2 separate regions of the Macaca mulatta genome follow, and region 2 is linked to region 1. A link is a contact called in public Hi-C data. All regions are on one chromosome and are shown on one strand. The core of a region is the stretch at or near the end of the contact, and the rest is flanking DNA. Distances in the headings are between cores, read along the strand shown.

What was found. A called contact is a pair of places that touch in the nucleus more often than the background predicts.
Region 2: a Hi-C map of blood shows a contact between it and region 1, with 2.6 times the contacts expected there. The contact joins the promoter of DNAJC6 here to the promoter of LEPROT in region 1. A contact is called at or near these places in 2 of 14 Hi-C or Micro-C datasets (blood and fetal cortex germinal zone).

The regions. Positions count from the first base shown.
Region 1 is chr1:175,198,996-175,202,197 of T2T-MMU8v2.0, reverse strand. LEPROT (leptin receptor overlapping transcript) reads left to right here and starts at 1,505. Exons shown (of 4, transcript XM_015141789.3): 1 at 1,505-1,544. The coding sequence starts at 1,529.
Region 2 is chr1:175,362,667-175,365,868 of T2T-MMU8v2.0, reverse strand. It overlaps DNAJC6 (DnaJ heat shock protein family (Hsp40) member C6), which reads left to right and starts at 1,727. Exons shown (of 18, transcript XM_077954600.1): 1 at 1,727-1,942. The coding sequence starts at 1,828.

The sequences.
Region 1 (3,202 bases), core at 256-2,755:
ACTTCTCAGGTAGCCAGGGGAAGCTAAGTTTCTACAGATTCCTTTGTCTTTCAGTCCTTTTGAAAATAGAAAAAGCAAGAGAAGAGGGACCTAACCATCAGGTAGAGTGGATCTCAGCTGGAATGAGGGGAAGTGGCCCAGAATCCAACCTCCTCCAAAGAGCTGTGTGACAGGCAAGTCCTACCCTTTCTGCACCTCTTTCCTTAAATGTAAGATGAAGCATTTAGACCAGACTGTTTCAATGATCTTCTAGATTGCTCTTGCCAAAACAGAACTCTCCACTCCTGTGAGATAAGTACACAATGACTCTCAGAGATCTAAAAACTGCAAACTTTGAGGCCCCAAGGCACAAAAATAATAGCCTTTTTTTTTTTTTTTTTTTTTTTTAAGGTTCATGAAAGCTTCGGACACAAAAGCTTATATGGTCTTCGTCTCTACAAATAAACCAGGGAGTAAAGAAAAACCCCGCTGGTTTCAGTAAAGCGTTGCTATGAAGCAAAGCAAACCTATGCAAATATCAAGTTCTTAACGAGGTGTGTTTCCTAAGGGGCCTGTCCTCTGGTACCCCGCCCCTCCCCTTCCACAGTCATGTGAAGGCAAACAGGCACACACTCGCACACAAGCACGCACTTGGGAGCTCAGGGAACATAACACTGGTTAGTGAGTCGGTGTCCCTCTCCCATCGACTGCAACTTTTCCTCTCCTCTCTCCTCCCTCTCTCCACTTGTCTACATCTCCGTTCTCAGGAAGGCTCAGGGAGGATCCCCCGCTGCGTGCACTGCGTTCTGAGCGGCCCTGGAGAGACTCTGGGCCCGAGGTCCGGGCGGAGCCAAGGTCCCAGCCCACGAAAGGAACGGGCTTGAGGATTAGCCAGAGGGCTCAGGATCTAGGAGTAGGGTCCAGGGCACTGGGTTGGGGTTACTCTGGGGAAGCTTTGTGGGGCCAGGTGGGGTCTTAGGGCTGGAGCTGGACTCTGCGAGCTGGGGGCAGAGTTCTAGACTGGCAGGAACGGAGTTCTGAGTGGCGGGGGCGGGGTCGGGACCAACAAGGGGAGGCCTCTGAGAGTTGGGGGCGGAATTCTGGGCCAGTGAGGGATAGGGCGGGACCAGCAGGGGCGGCCTCCGCGAGCTAGGGGAGAAGCTCTGCACTATCAGGGGCGGGGCTCTGAGTAGCGGTAGCGGGGTCTGGAGCAGCAGGCGCTGCCTCTGCGAGCTAGGGGAGGAGCTCTGTACCGTCAGGGGAGGGGCTCTGAGTAGCGAGGCGGGGTCTGAACTAGCAGGCGCGGCCTCTGCGAGCTGGGGGCGGGGTTCTGCACCGGCGGGGGCGGGGCTCTGAGTGGTCGGGGAGGGGTCTGGACCAGCAGGCGCGGCGTTTGCGAGCTACGGTCGGGGTTCTGCACCGGCGGGGGCGGGGCTCTGCGTGGCCGGGGCGGGCTCGGGATCCGCGGGGCGACTCCCGGTCTGGCTTGGGCAGGCTGCCTGGGCCGTGGCAGGAAGCCGGAAGCAGCCGCGGCCCCAGCTCGGGAGACATGGCGGGCGTTAAAGGTACATCGCGGTCCCCGGCCCGCTCGTCGTGTGGTGGGGTTGCCACCTCCGTTCCAGTCAAGCCTGGGGCTGCGCCTTCCGCGCGCCTCTGGGGAACGGCCTCACCACCCTTCCCGCCTCTCCGGGTGGGGAGGCGATCGCCCGCTCCCTTCGTCCCTTGGGGTGCGGGTGGAGCGGCGTTTCGGGGGAGCCTCGGCCCTTTTTACGAGGCCGCTGGCCTCCTGCTCTCCAGTGGCGGCACCAGACCCCTCCCCAGGCGGAGCCCTCGGCGAGAGCGGCGCCCTCCACCCCTCTCGAGTTTTTAAACCGGGTTTCCACTTCTTGACGTGTCCACCCTAACGCCTTTCCTCCGGTTTTCTGCCCCTCCGCAGTTTCCTATTTGCTACAAAGGACGCTTTGTCTCCAGCGTTCTTAGCATTGGGAAACTTAATCCTCTTTTTCCTAATGATTTTTCCAACTGGGCAGAGTTGACTGCGGGCGGGTGTCAATGGAAAGCATCCAGAAAGACGGTGTTTCTCGCAGTCGTGGAGAGTAGATTACGTGTAATTTTAATACTGCTTTCTTCGATGTTTTCTCTGTTCGTCTATGCATAGAGAAGAAAGTAGTGTTTGTGTAGTATGTGTTTTTTGCCTGGGGCAGTTGATAAAAACACCGTGTACCTTATCTGTATGGCGTTAGAGCAATGTGAGACGGAAAAGGTTTTTTGCAAGGCTTCCTGTATTTTGGTAGGAAACCATTCCATTTCTAATCTGTCGAATAGAGTAGCATGACTTGTTTTTATGTTGGCGCTTGTATCATTCTTGAAATTTGCACCCAAAGATATCCCCAGTTAATATCTGCTATAAACATGTGTATACACAAGTACGCCTCTGTTCACTATGAATTTATCCGAGTGTGTGAGATGTTAGCGGTAGACATATTTTATCATTATTTCTGACTGACTTTTACACTCAATATCAGTTTAGTAAACATGGTTTACTTGGAGAGTGTCGACTGTGTGTTATACATCCTTTTGAAGCCAATGCCGAAAACATGAAAAGTAGTGTCTCAGTACAACACATGATCAGAAACTGCCAAATCATGATCATGTTACATGTGTGAATGTGTTAGAAAATTGTAATGTGGTGGAAAAAAAGGAAGTCCGAAATGGAAAAGGACTAAGGGAAGGAAGCATTTTACAGATTCTTCAACTTTTATTGAGGAACTACTGTATGCCAGAGACTTAGGGTACAAAGATAAATGAGAAGTTATTGGGGGATGACAGAGCTGGAAATAATTATATTACTATGTGAGTGTTTATGGTGTGCTCAGATGCGGTGGGAGAACAGAGATGGTAGGTTGAATTTTTGTCCTCCAAAAAGATATATTCAGGCTCTAATTCCCTAGTACCTGTGAATGTGATCTTATTTGGAAGTAGTGTCTTTGCAGATATAAGCAAGTTAAAATTATACTGGTTTAAGGTGGACCCTAATCCAATGACTGGTGTCCTTATAAGAAGAGGGGAATTTAGACATGGAGACATACAGGGAGAATACCATGTGAAAATGGAGACAGAAATTGGAGTGATGCAGCTACAAAGCCAGGAGCACCAAAGATTGTTGGCAACCATGTTGGCAACCACTGAGTATTAGGAAGAGGCAAGGAAGAGTGCTTCCCTG
Region 2 (3,202 bases), core at 478-2,977, 160 kb before region 1:
GCTGGGATTACAGGTGCACGCCACCGTGCCCAGCTAATTTTTGTAATTTTAGTAGAGACGGGGTTTCACCATGTTGGCCAGGCTGGTCTCAAACCTCTGACCTCAGGTGATTCATCTGCCTCGGCCTCCCAAAGTACTGGGATTATAGGCGTGAACCACTGTGCCCAGCCAAGTCACCTCGAATCTAGAACATCTCCATAGCTTTTCTTCTTATTTTATGACATTGATGCTTTTGAAGAATACAGCACTTCTCTGACCCTTTTAATAGTGGATTCCTTGTTTTGGGTTTATCTGATGTTTCCCCATGATTAGCTTCACGCTGTGCATGTTTGGCCAGAAGACTCCATAAGTGATGTGTCTTTCTCAGCATATCACATCAGCAGGCATTCGATTTTCACCTGTCTCCACTGGTGATTTTTTTTTTTTTTTTTTTTTTTTTTTTTTTTACAGAATGTGACTCTGTCAGCCAGGCTGGAGTATAGTGGCACCATCTCGGCTCACTGCAGCCTCTACCTCGCTGAGGTGATTCTCCCACCTCAGCCTCCTGAGTAGCTGGGACTGCAGGTGTGTTCCACCATGCCTGGCTAATATGTGTGTGTGTGTGTGTGTGTGTATGCATTTTTGGTAGAGACAGGTTTTTGCTTTGCTGCGAAGGCTGCTCTTGAACTCCTGGGCTCAAGTGATCTGACTGCCTTGGCTGCCCGAAGTGCTGGGATTACAGGTGTGAGCCACCGTGCCCGATCTCCACCAGTGATTTTAATTTTGGTCACCTATAGAAGCTCTTGTCTGATATTGTTTGGGCCTACAAAAATGGCAATTTCATAATTTGACCTAACGTAAAACCTTGATTGAGGTTTTAGATATCTAACCTGTACTCTCTGATGCTCAGCTTCCCCATCTGTTGAGTTTGGAGATTGTTTCTGCCCCCCGAGTATTATTCGGGAGGCTGAGGCAGGAGAATCATTTGAACCCGGGAGGCAGAGGTTGTGGTGAACTGAGATGACGTCATTGCACTCCAGCCTGAGCAGTATGTAAAATCTGCCACATAAAAAGCATTCCATAAATATTAGCTATTATTATTGCAGCCAGGTCGTGTTCAAGGGCGTTGGTTTGATCTTCCTCTCAGTCTCTCGCAATTCCAAGCAAAATCTCAACAGAGACCAGTGGTGGCATGGGGATGGGGTGAGGGAGCTTCAGTTCCGCCATTTCAGTTTCCTCATCTGGAAAATGGGAAACGCCTCCCACACCATGGGGTTGCAATGAGGTTTCATGAAATGTGTGTAAAAGTAGCTGGACATGGAACAGGTTCTCAAAAAATCATGGGTGACTAGTAATCCCTTGTATTAGGAAAACAGGAATATCTGTCAGAATTAAAACCACTTTCTAACGTGATGTTGTTTCATTCTGAGGCGGTAGCACGGTGTGAGTAAACATCGTCAGAGCCTAGGGCTCTGGAATTTCTTTAGCGCTGTGTGATTGTGGGCAGATGCCTTACCCTCTCGGAGCGTGGAGTGTATGGTTTGTAACTGGGAGATAAAATGGGTGAGCGCCCCCCAGGACTTCTGTATTAATTAAGGGTGCTAACTGTGCCTCCCGAGTGAGGGGCGCGGGCCAGCGCTCACCCCCACGCCTCGGGCGCCAGGCGCCGCCGTGTGGGCCGGGCGGGGACGCCTCCCCGGTCCGCGCCAGCCACGGCTCCAGGCCCTAAGCTCCGCCCCCGGCGCGCGTCTCCCGGCAGCGGCCCGGCACCTGGCAGACGCGCGGCGGCGGCGGCGAGCGGTGGCGCTCGGCTCGGGCGGCGGCGGCGGGGGAGGGCGCGGCGCACCGATGGGCGCCACTGAGAAGGGAGGCCAGAAGAGCCGGAAGCTGTTTTCCTTGCAGCGGCCGTGGAAGGCGACCCGGCGGCTGTGGAGGCCGCGCTCAGCTCGCCAGGCGGGGCAGGGTGAGTGTGGGCGCGGCCGGTCGGGACCTGTTACCCTGAGGCAGGGGCGCCGCGGCGGCGGGGCGGTCCCCGGCGGTCTCTCGGGCCGCGTTCTCGGCCCCGGGAGCCTGGATGCCTAGGCGACCCCCGAACCCGACCCTTGGCCGCGGGGACGGGGACCGCTGGGGAAGCGCACCACTGGGGAAGCGCAGGGTTTTGTCTCGGCACAGTCTCCTTTCCCCTAGCCCCTGCTCGTTGCTTTGGCTCTGGACACAGGGAAGCCACGGTGGCGCGGCGACACAGCCTCACTGAGGTTAGCTTGTCCCCGCCCCTGCACCTGGCCTGGCGCCTGCAATGCAGTGCCCTTTGGGGGAATGAATCCGAACCCGAGGGTCCCTTTAAGGTCCTCCTGCCCTGTACCCACCTCCTTTCTACCTGCCTGCGGTGATCTCGAAGCTCTCGCCGCGATAAACTATTTCCTAGCACACTCAGTCCTGTCCTCGCCAGGGCCTCAACTCACAGCCAATCACTGACTCACTCCATTCATTCATTCCACAATTTTTATCGAGCCCCTCCATCTGCCTTGATCGGAGGAGAACACGATGGGCAAGGGCTTGTGGAACTGCTTCGAGAGAGGAAGACAGACATTACACACGCAAAACAGAGAAAGCCCGGTACACATTGCTATGTGTGCTTGGAGGGAATCAGATAGTCTGCTGAGAGAGGAAAAAAGGCAGGGGGCCCGAGTTTCCTTGGCAGGCGGACTGGGAAGGCCTCTCCGAGGCACTGCAAGTTAGCGGAGACCCGGGGACTGACGAGTAGTTACTCCAGCGTGGAGCCGAGTAATAGAGAATAGCAAGTGAAAAGGTTCCCAGAGTGCCAGAACTGAGCAAGGGGAAAGTGAGGGATGCAGGGCCCGGATGAGGTCTGGGCAGAACATGAGGAGGAGTTCAGATTTTATTCAACATGAGCTGGGAAAAAACACTGAAGTGTGCTAAGCAGGGAAGTGACCTGATCTGCTGGTTCCCGGCTTTTCTCTGTTTGCAGTGTCCATGCCCGCATCTCAGCCTGCCGGATTCCTACCCTCCTGCCAAGACTAGCACAAATGCAGTCTCTTCCCTGAAATCTTTGGGGTTCCTGCCACCTGTAACCCCTCCTTTAGCATTTCGTCACCTGTAGAGCGTTTGTCACTGTTAATCTGGTATTAAAGATTCCACATTCTCATCCATTTCATCTTTGCATCCCCCACCAGGCTAAGTGCAGGGCTTGGTACTGTGTAGA